2 separate regions of the Sus scrofa genome follow, and region 1 is linked to region 2. The links are chromatin contacts, called in public Hi-C maps. All regions are on one chromosome and are shown on one strand. Each heading gives the region's core, a stretch centred on a gene start, on an enhancer-like site or on the middle of the called end of the contact. The rest is flanking DNA. Distances are from core to core; before and after follow the strand shown.

Region 1 (5,223 bases), core at 1,461-3,960, 230 kb after region 2:
CATTTTAACATCTTGTGCATTTTACACGTTATAAAATTTCTCTTTGGCATTCCTTGGTGGCTAAGCAGATTAAGGATCCGGCATTGCCACCGCTATGGCTCAGGTTGCTGTCAGTGTGATCCCGGCCCAAGAACTTCTGTGTGTGGCTGGCACCACCAAAAAAATTCTCTTTTCTGGTTAAGAACTGATGCTTTGTTGTTTTGTTATTCTGTATTCATTTTTTGTTTTTTGTCTTTTTATGGCTGCACCCGAGGCATATGGAGGTTCCCAGGCTAGGGATCTAATCGGAGCTACAGCTGCTGGCCTATGCCACAGCCACAGCAACACCAGATCCAATCCGAGTCTGCAACCTACACCACAGCTCACGGCAACGCCAGATCCTTAACCCACTGAGCGAGGCCAGGGATCGAACCTGCATCCTCATGGATACTAGTCTCGTTTACCACTGAGCTACAGTGGGAACGCGTGTTCTTTTTTTTTGTATTTACTTCCAAACCTGGGCTAAGTGGTGAAGGCATTTCTCCCAATAAATCCAAAAAATTTATATACTTTTATTTGAAAATATTTCTTTCTCTACAGGAGCCCTTGGTAGAGCTGGGCTAAGCGGTGAAGGCATTTCTCCCAATAAATCCAAAAAATTTATATACTTTTACTTGAAAATATTTCTTTCTCTACAGGAGCCCTTGATAGCGCTCCTGTAGAGAAATAACTCAGCTGTTTAGTGTTCTGCCTTCCTACATTTGTACCGAGCAAAATGACAGATGTCTTTGTATTGGAGATGAGTGTTCCCGGGCCAGGCTCCTTGTGGATTCGGTGGGCCGAAGGGGAACGTTAAGCCCATGCACATTATGCTGAATGAGGTTCAATATATTTTGTGAAGCCAGCAAATATCCATCCCTGATGGAATCTTGAAACAAAACGCATTTGTTTTCCCCGTAGGACTCGACTACCAGTCCTGCCCCACATCCAACGACTGCGAAAACAATCCTGTGGATTCTTACTGGAAAAGTGCCTCCATCCAGGTAATTGTAGGACAGATGGCGGGGTGGCTGAGCTGGTGCGGGGCCTTGTGACCATGGCACAGAGGGGTTCAGAGGCTGGACCATCGGGTCATAGCTTCTTGAGTCTCACTTGCTCCTTTGCAACATTCTGATTCCCCCTCTCTGCTCCATAAAGAGGTGAGGAGCTTAATGCAATGCCTGGCACAAAGGAGACTTCCTGAATATCAGCTCCAGATGAGGCTATGAAACAGTCATTATTACGATCGCATCGTGGTGGCTGTTAGTATTTCAAATCAAGGTGATGTTGATTTGCTATGTAAAGGGGGGTGACCCCTGCTTTAATAGGAGACCTTGCAACACCTGAGATCTAGGTGCTGGGGTCAGAAAGGTCCATGAGGCTGATGTAGGTGGGAGAGGAGGTGAGAGGAGACGGGGGATAAAGTGGAGACACAGAAATGGTCCCTCAACGTAGGTCTGTTTCTCAGAGAGGATGAGAGCCATCAGTAGCTACAGAATGCCAGGGATCCCAGCCTACGTTTTCTGTCACCTGCATTAGACCAAAGATTTCGAATAAAGAGGGTGAAGTTTTCAGTTCAGTGTCTGACACAGAGCCGCCTATTAACTGGTAGCTCTATCAACGAGGAGGCGGGTGGACCTCAGAACTCCACTCACTGCCACCAAGCCCCGTTCAGGGCTATCTGTGTCTCTTTTGGTCCCCTTTCCTGCTCTGGATCCCCAGGTGTCCACTGCTAATCTGAGGAGAGGGACTTTGTCAAACCCTCCACCGCAGCTGCAGTTTGGAACTAAACAGAGCGCCCGTCTCAGAGGCAGCCCTTATTCCTGCGCCCTCCTGCCAGTCAGTGGGAGCCCCCCATCAGCACCTGCTTCTCATAGGTTCCTTTTGGGGTCCAGGCTTCCAGCCGTCAGCCGGGGAGCTGCCTGAGCCCCTCACTGAGAAGTGGGAGGCTGTGCATCTGTCATCAACTGAGCATGGGATCACAACAACAGCTCAGGGGGGATATCAACCTTCTCCATACAAAGCCCGTATCTACCCAGCAGATCTGCCTGACTTCAAAGTGTGTGCTCCAAGCCCCATGTTACACTTGCCCCAGCTCTAGCATGGGCATCTAATAATCGTGCCCACATTTTTGAGCCCTTAGAATATGTTGGGTATCTGAACCTGCGGAGATACAGTTCAGGATAGTGAGGAGGAGAGGGTCGGAGCGGCAGCAGAGGCGTGTTCAGTGAGTGGTAAGTATCACCTTACAACAATCCTATGGGGTAGGGACTCAATACCCTTGTTTGACAAATAGGAAAAATGAGGCACGGAGAGACCAAGCAACTTAGACGTGTTACAGAGCTAAGGCGTGCAGCAGGCAGAGACCAAATTTTCAACCATGACTTCATTCAGCCTCACTGGAGCGGCATACTTTTTTTTTTTTTTTTAATGAAAAAAAAAAACATTTTCAGCATCAGTGTAAAAGCTTCCCAAGATAGAGACAGGCAACTTGTAGAAAGTCTAAATAAGAAAACTAATCATCCTTATTCCGGCCACCTAAGGGCAAATCCTTTGGCACAGCAATCGTCAGACCTTGGCATTTGCAGATTTAACCGTGACTGTTTGTGTATTTGGAAGGAATCTGAGACGTGTCTGACGTGGAGCAGATGGTTGACTTTGTGGCGGCTGGTACGGGGTGTTGCTCTGCTAGAGCACAAGCCCAGCCATGTGGATCTCTGTGCTGTGTGGTCGCTCTGGCCCCAAGCTGGCCTTCACTCTAGAATGAACATTTCATCAGGGAAATTACATGCTCTAGTGGTGTCCTGAACTGGAGATTTGGGAGTTTCTCTGGACCTGTCTCTCCCTTGGAAATTCCAGGGGTTGCCTAATATTCTCAGACTTCTGCCCATTCATTTCTTTTTCTTTTTTTGCTACATCCAGGCATGTGGAAATTCCTGGGCTAGGAATCGAACCCCTGCCACAGCCAGAGACCTGAGCCACTGCGGTGATAACTCAGGATCTTTAACCCACTGCACCGCAAGGGACATCTCTGCCCCAAATTGTTAGCCCAGTAGAGGTCATGCCCCACCCACCTGGTCTCACATAGGCTTTGGCTGGAAGCACTTCCTATGCTCTTGCAAATCTTTTGTAGACTTTTTTTTTTTAAGGCCACACCTGTGGTATATGGAGGTTCCCAGGCTAGGGGCGTAATCAGAACTGTAGCTGGCGGCCTACGCCACAGCCACAGCAATGCTGGATCCAAGCCACATCTGCGACCTACACCACAGCTCATGGCAATGCCAGATCCTTAACCCACTGAGCGAGGCCAGGGATTGAACCTGAAACCTCATGGTTCCTAGTCGGATTTGTTTCCCCGCTGCACCACGGTTGGAGCTCCTTTTAGTAAAGGCTGGCTAAGATTTCAGACATGTCTGTGCCATGTTTCCTTACCCTTCCCTGCGGTTGACTGTCGTCGATTGGTTTCAGACTGTGCTGCTCTGTATGGTTCTGTGCGCATCTCCGTGCACCGGCTGATGCTTTGTGCTGTTTACCAAGTATTTCTGGCTCATCTTCTGAGCATGTGTTTTGCACTCTCATTGTCTCTCGAGGTTACTTCTGTGTGACTGACACTGGCCCATAAGATGTGAGTAGGGGTGACCGTGTGACTTCCGGGTGGAAGCCTTTAAGAACTGCTCTGTGGATTTGCCCCTTTCTTCTCCCTTCACTTGATAACCAGTGAGTCTGCAGACGTGGACACTTTGTCGGCTGGGAGGACAAAATGGAGCAAACCCTTACGCCCCAAAGACAAAACCCTATGACGAATATGTAGTGTGTGCATGAAATACATCTTTCTTGTTAAAACCACTGTGCGCTTTTTTTTTTGACATGGACGTTCCCAGGCTAGGGGTCCAATGGGACCTGCAGCTGCTGGCCTATGCCACAGCCACAGCAATGCAGGATCCGAGCCATGTCTGCAACCCACACCACAGCCCAAGGCAACGCCAGCTCCCCAACCCACTGAGCAAGGCCAGGGAACGAACCTGTACCCTCGTGGGTACCAGTTGGGTTTGTTACTACTGAGCCACAGGGAACTCCAAAGCCACTGTGCTTTTGAGGTGGTTTGTCATGGCAGCTTATGTCAGTGTGTACCAGCTGATACAGCGTATTTTGGGGTAGTAGATTCCCAGACATAGAATTACGGAGTCGATGAGTTTGTGACATTTCAAAGCAATTTCCTTTTCGAGATATACTCATTTGCATCCCTTCAACTCTATGAGATGCTAAATTTATCACATCCTTGCCAGTACTGAGAGTTAAGAAAAAAAAAAAAAAAAAGACCATTTCATAGCCGAAAAATTGTCTTAGATTACTCAAAAGACCTGTTTGTTTTTGCAGTATGCAAAAGAGAGTTCTGGGGTGATCTACGTCATGCTGAACGGTTCAGAGCCCACAGGAGCGTATCCCGTAAAAGGGTAAGAATGTAAACAGCAACATAAACGACAAAGAGGCCAAAATGTGGTTTTTGTTGTTTTGCATGGAGGCTTCAGAGAATCCTCCTAAGGCTCGCTTTTGTACGTTTGTTCAGCTGGAGCAAAACAATTGAATCACCTGAGATCAGAGCCCGTCTATGTCTTTATACCTCTAACTGCAGATGAGTGCATGAAAGAAATAAGCAACCTAAATATTAAAGCTAAAAAGCAACCCCCTGAAGTTTTAAAACAAAAGTGATATGTAAATCAACTAAAAATGATAGGGGAACAGTATCGTATGGCTTTTGGACTTTAAGAAATGTCTTTCCTGTTTCTCAGGTTTTTTGCAGATTTTGAAGTTCCCAACTTACAGAAGGATAAAGTCACACGAATCGAGATCTGGGTTATGCATGAAATCGGGGGACCCAAATTGTAAGTTACGGTGCTACTGGTGATGCTCATGGCACAACACGCTTTTCTTGGCTGCAATATGATCCAGTCTGATTTACGTACATTTTCATTTCTGGGGAAACAGGGGTCTTCTGGGTTTCCTTTTTTTTTTCCTTTTAAGGGCCACACCTGTGGCATATGGAAGTTCCTAGGCTGGGGGTCAAATCGGAGCTGCAGCTGCCAGCCTTACACCACAGCCAGAGCCACATGGGATCTGAGCTCCATCTGTGACCTACACCACAGCTTGTGGCAATGCCGGATACTTAACACACTGAGCGAGGCCAGGGTTCGAACCCACATTCTC
Region 2 (5,166 bases), core at 2,023-4,522:
ATACACCATCTGGACAGAGAAGGGGGACCATCTCCAGTATGGAGACTGAAGACTCCAAGCAGAGGAAAAATGTTCCCCTCAGTCCTGGTTTCTGTCTTGGCTCCACGGCTCAGCAACTTAAGAGCCCGGAGCAGAAATGGAGACAATGTGCTGTTTTCTGTAGGTACTTGAGAAAGCCTGAAGAACCCAGATAAAACCATGCAGATAAACTCTTTTTGGGGGGTTTTTTGTTATGTTTTGTTTTTATGACCACACCTGCAACATATGGAAGTTCCCTGGCTAAGGTCACATTGGAGGGCAGCTGCATCCTAGGCCACAGCCACAGCAACTCGGGATCCAAGCTACATCTGCAAAATCTACACTGCAGCTTGTGACAACACCAGATCCTTAACCCACTGATCGAGGCCAGAGATCGAACCCCTCTCCTCGCAGAGGCAACATCGGTCCTTAACCCACTGAGCCACAATGGGAACTCTTGTGCGGATAAACTTTAAACAAGGTACCAAGTATAGATAAATGGCCAAATCTACACGGGTTCATTCATGAAATGAAATGAAAATGTAGTATGTGTCTGGTCTCTGGGGATACTGCTGTGAAGAAAACCCTGAAACCTCCTGGAGTTTGTATTCTGTCTAATCTGAAGTCCTGCTGGATAATTTTCCATTGACCGAGCATCAAAATTTTATTGTAAATCGGGAGTTCCCATCATGGTGCAGCAGAAACAAATCTGACTAGGAATCATGAGGTTGCAGGTTTGATCTCTGGCCTAGTTCAGTGGGTTAAGGATCCGGAGTTGCAGTGAGCTGTGGTGTAAGTCGCAGACACCACTCAGATCTCACGTTGCTCTAGCTGTGGCATAGGCTGGCAGCTGTAGCTCTGATTTGACCCCTAGCCTGGGAACCTTCGTAAGCCACAGGAGCAGCCCTAAAAAGCAAAAACAAAACAAAACAAAAACAAAAAACAAAACAAACAAAAAAACTTTATTATAAAGCAAAAAAAAAAAATGATGTAAACTTCTCACAACTCTATGTCTATCTTAAGCCCACAAGATTTAGACTTGAATTAAGAACCACAATTGCAGAGTTCCCATGGTGGCTCAACAGGTTAAGAACCTGACTAGTAGACATGAGGATTCGGGTTCAATCCCTGGCCTCACTCAGTGGGTTAAGGATCCCTGTTGCTATGGCTGTGGTGTAGGCCAGCATCTGCAGCTCAGATTTGACCCCTAACCTGGGAATTTCCATACGCCCTAAATAGAAAAAAAAAAAAAAAAAAAAAACCACGATTGCATATCTCAATGTTATCATCTTATAATCTAAGTTGGTGGATTCCTGATAGGCCCTAAAGAGGGAGGCCTGAGTGAGGGTGCCCTCAGTCGTCGGCAGCTGAAGTTCAAGTCTTCCCCCATAGCCAAGGGCACACAACCAGCATGCTGTTTCTTCAAAATCTGATGTGATTAAAACCCATGCTTTGTGTTCCAAGTTAGTTTCAGTATAAAAACAAAAGTGTCCAAATGTTAGGAGGAGAAATGCTAATAAATTCGGTACACTTACAACTTCTGGGTTTATCTTACAACTTCTTTTACATCCAGAGGTGCTTGGGCCCTGGTTTGGAAAACCCTAGGACTAGAACACTTCAAAGATTGGAATTTGAGAGGCTTTGGCTCTCACATTGCATAACTAAAAGTTAAAAAGCCTAATTATGGAAAAAGAAGTATGCACGGTGAAAGGATAGCTCCCTTTGCAAAAAGACCTGCACCTCTTTCCATTAAATCGCAACTTCCATGGCGATTTAACATGTATCCTCATGATTCTCTATCTGATAGTGAAGCTGGGAAGCTGAAAAGCCCAACTCTGGAAAAAAACCCGTAGTATGATTCTGATGTCATCCCGCGCAGGGTCCTGTCCTGCCTCCAGGTCAGCACGCCTGTCCTGGCTTTCATTCATCCGTGACCTTCATTAGATTATGACTTTGAGGGAAGTCACTGGGAGTATCTCTGTGCCCCCAAGGCCTGGAACACAGTAGGCACTCAATAAATGCCCTGTGCAGTGAATGAGCACCTGGGGCAAGGGAAGCTCCAACACCATTTCATTGACAAGCTTTCCATTTGGAGTCAACCTTTCAAGAACACGTCTATTTGGAGAGACGATGATGGCTGCTGAGATGGGTCAACTGCCCTTCACTCACTTAACTTTAGTGGGTGGAGGCTCTGGAGACAGGCAGTCATTTTAACACCTAAAAACCACACCCCTCGTCCCCTCCTCCCATCCTTTCCCAACACACACACACACACACACACACACAGACACACACACCCAAGTGACAACTTATCTATTTGCATTTTAACAAGGAGTTTATTGAAGACGGTGAGGATGCAGGTGCAGGAAGACAGAAGAAGACCCCAAAGGTGCCAAGACAAAAAAGAAAGAAACAGGTAAGGAAATGTCAGAAGCACACGTCTGTCTGTCCAGCTGTTGATGAACCACCCACTGTACCCGGAGGGATCACATCTTCCTGTGGGTACCACCACTTGGCCCTTCTCTGGGAGAGGCAGGGATAGGAGTAGAGGGTCCAGGCCAAGGATCAGGTGTGGGGCCTTAGGGAAAACCCTCCCCAGGAAGCCAAGCGAGGTACCTGGAGCATTTTCCCTCTAAGGTGTTTCCCATCCCCTGAAAGAGAAATTTGGAAATGACAGAAAGAGCCCTTTTAAGTGCCATCATCAAAGGCCATACACTAAGACCGGCGGTAGATGGCACTGCAGGGTTACAAATCTTGGGGAACTCCCACTTTCTCCCACTCCAAGCTCGAATTCCACCTCAGTTTAAAACCAAAGGCCAACTCCCGTCTCCCTCCCGGGCCTGCTGGCAGTCCCTCCCCCGGCTCTGCTCTCCGCAGAAGTTGCCCTCCTTGGCTGTGAGCATCCCAGGGCAAGGTCCACCTTCTCCAGGTAAATAGATTCCCTCGGAAAGAAGTCCATCCTCTGAAGAGGGAGGCAGGGAGGGGTGATGTGCTGGGAAGAACCCCGATGCCAGCAGGGGAGGGAAGGAGGGAAGGAAAGCGCCATTTTGAGCCGGTAGCCACGTGATGGGGCTGCGGGGAGAGGGGAGACCCGGAAGGTGGGGAGGGCACGGGTGAGCCGTAGTCAGGGAGGAACCCCCTTTTCAGCTCACCCTTTCCCCATCCCCCAGGACACGGCCCTGGGGACCGGCTGGGGCCATGAGCCGCCTTTTCAGCAGCTGGGATGGAGCTACCCGGGGGAGAGCCCAGCAGGGGCGGGAGGTGGTACCCAGCCACGTGGCTGGTCCCTTTGGCCACTCAGGGAGCTTTAACCCTGTCCCACAGCAGTCAGTCAGAGCCAGGGGGTCCTGTGAGGCAGCAGAGAAGCTGATGCTGGTGGAAAGAGCTCAAAGCCCACAGGCACAGGCCAGCAGCGATGACCAAGGGCTAGGGGTATGGAGCTCGGACTGAACAGGAGAAGGAGGCAGAGAAAGAGGCAGAAACAGGGAGAAGGTAACCCCAGGTGTGGCACTTTCCAGAGACATCATGTCATTCACTGAACTGCACCAGAGCCCTGATCACAGACAATGTGCAGTCTTTGGGGCGTGGCAAGAAATCTGGAGTGGTGTTTCTTAACCCAGCGGCACTTCAGAATCACTGGAGGACTTTTTTTTTTTCCTTCAATTAGATGCCTCGGATCCACTCCAGGTCATTTATTTAAGTCAAAATGTCTGTGCTTTGCAAAATGCCTGATATAGAGCAGCAGCATCTCAGTGAATAGGCTATTTTTATTTCCCTTCTTTTCTGGATGAGCAAGAAAGTTAGCAAGTTCAATAATTTGCCCCAAAGTCCCATAGTAAATCTGATTTCGGAGCTGAGCCTCCGTCTGACCCAAAGGCCATCACTCACCTGGGGTCCTCTCTGCACCTTCAGCTCACCCGCCTGCTTGCCTCCTTTGGGGAAAGAGCCAGGCAGGGCCTGTTCTTTGCCCTGCATTAACCAGGGACCCTTTGACAGCTGTCTGCAAATGAGTTAGCTCTGGGATCAAACGGTTTGGTTGTGATTTTCCTGCTTCCCTTTTTCCGCACATTTCTACAGAGCTCTACACGTTATCCCTAGAAAAAGTGAAGATATTCATTTTATTTGGGGCGCCTCAGTCTTTCCCCCCACCCCAAGAAAGCTTTTAGAGAAACCCAGGGTCCTCCCTACCCCTAGAGGATGGGGGTGACGGCTAATATTGGCTATCTAGATCTGAGTCGTATGAAGGCCTGACCCCTTGCTAAGTGACCCACCTCATCCTGAGATAGGATCGGAGTCCTGATGAAGCCCTGGGAGTCACAGCCTCTGACCATTTGCCCACAGCTGCCAGAGGCTGGCCCCGAGGAAATGGTGTCTGAAACACCCCGTCTGGACGAGGAACAGGAGCCGGGGCAGGAAGGTTCTGATGCGCGCCTCCTGGGCTCGAAGACCCGACGAGGCCAACGGAGTAAGTGTCTCTGGTTCTGTTCAACCAGTATTTGCTAATCACCTCCTGTGATCAGCACGGAGCAATGTGGCGATTTTTCACGGGTGTTATTTTTGTGCATGTCTGCTGCCCCTCCAGCCTCAAGTCTGTGGGTAACTTCTAGGTTGGCATCGGTCTGGGAGACAGGACGCAAGCCCAGGACATGCTGATGTAAACACGGAAGTTTGGCAGCATTTGCTGAAACAGAAATGGTGCAGATAATCAAACGGGCAGAAATTCAAAGGCAGGTGAAATAGGAAGGCAGATTTGTCAATGACATGGGACTGGAATCAGATATTGGAAGACCTGAGGATGTTTCAGAGGCTCTCAGAGACCTTGCCCCTTCTCCTCCTCTTCCTCCCTCACCCCATCCCCCAACACACACACACACACACACACACACACACACACACACACACACTCACTCCCTGCCCCCTCCAGGGGCCATGGCCTGGATTTTGCAGCATTTACACTCCCTCCCTCGCTACAGTGAACATCGTTCACGATCTGCCCATTTAGGAAAATTATTACCCCTCTCTTGCTTTTCATGAAAAGTGGATTGGACCACAGGAGAAGCTGTGTTACACTTCTTAATGGTTACATAATTATTACGCAGTCGTTACCTTATTTCCCTGTAGCTGAGCTGGGGAATAAAGTAACTATGA

The links. Hi-C and Micro-C count contacts between places; a contact is called where the count stands out from the background.
Region 1: a contact with region 2 is called in a Hi-C map of embryonic fibroblasts, with 3 times the contacts expected there. The contact joins two enhancer-like sites. A contact is called at or near these places in 1 of 5 promoter capture datasets (liver), 27 of 47 Hi-C or Micro-C datasets (adipocytes, alveolar macrophages, brain and 15 more) and 1 of 2 datasets of contacts at active chromatin or transcription factors (skeletal muscle).

The regions. Positions count from the first base shown.
Region 1 is chr8:11,019,276-11,024,498 of Sscrofa11.1, forward strand. It overlaps BST1 (ADP-ribosyl cyclase/cyclic ADP-ribose hydrolase 2), which reads left to right. Exons shown (of 10, transcript XM_003356861.5): 4 at 940-1,022; 5 at 4,396-4,472; 6 at 4,809-4,901. Among named protein-coding and RNA genes, the nearest start is that of BST1, 11 kb to the left of the region's middle. Within about 2 kb of position 2,711, at least 11 of the 83 cell types and tissues checked have an H3K27ac peak or open chromatin away from gene starts, as enhancers often do. A contact at or near this core is called in embryonic fibroblasts and omental adipose tissue, where this site is marked.
Region 2 is chr8:10,785,424-10,790,589 of Sscrofa11.1, forward strand. It overlaps CC2D2A (coiled-coil and C2 domain-containing protein 2A), which reads left to right. Exons shown (of 39, transcript XM_003128860.6): 3 at 2,351-2,434; 4 at 4,360-4,483. Among named protein-coding and RNA genes, the nearest start is that of CC2D2A, 8.8 kb to the left of the region's middle. Within about 2 kb of position 3,273, at least 38 of the 83 cell types and tissues checked have an H3K27ac peak or open chromatin away from gene starts, as enhancers often do. A contact at or near this core is called in embryonic fibroblasts and omental adipose tissue, where this site is marked.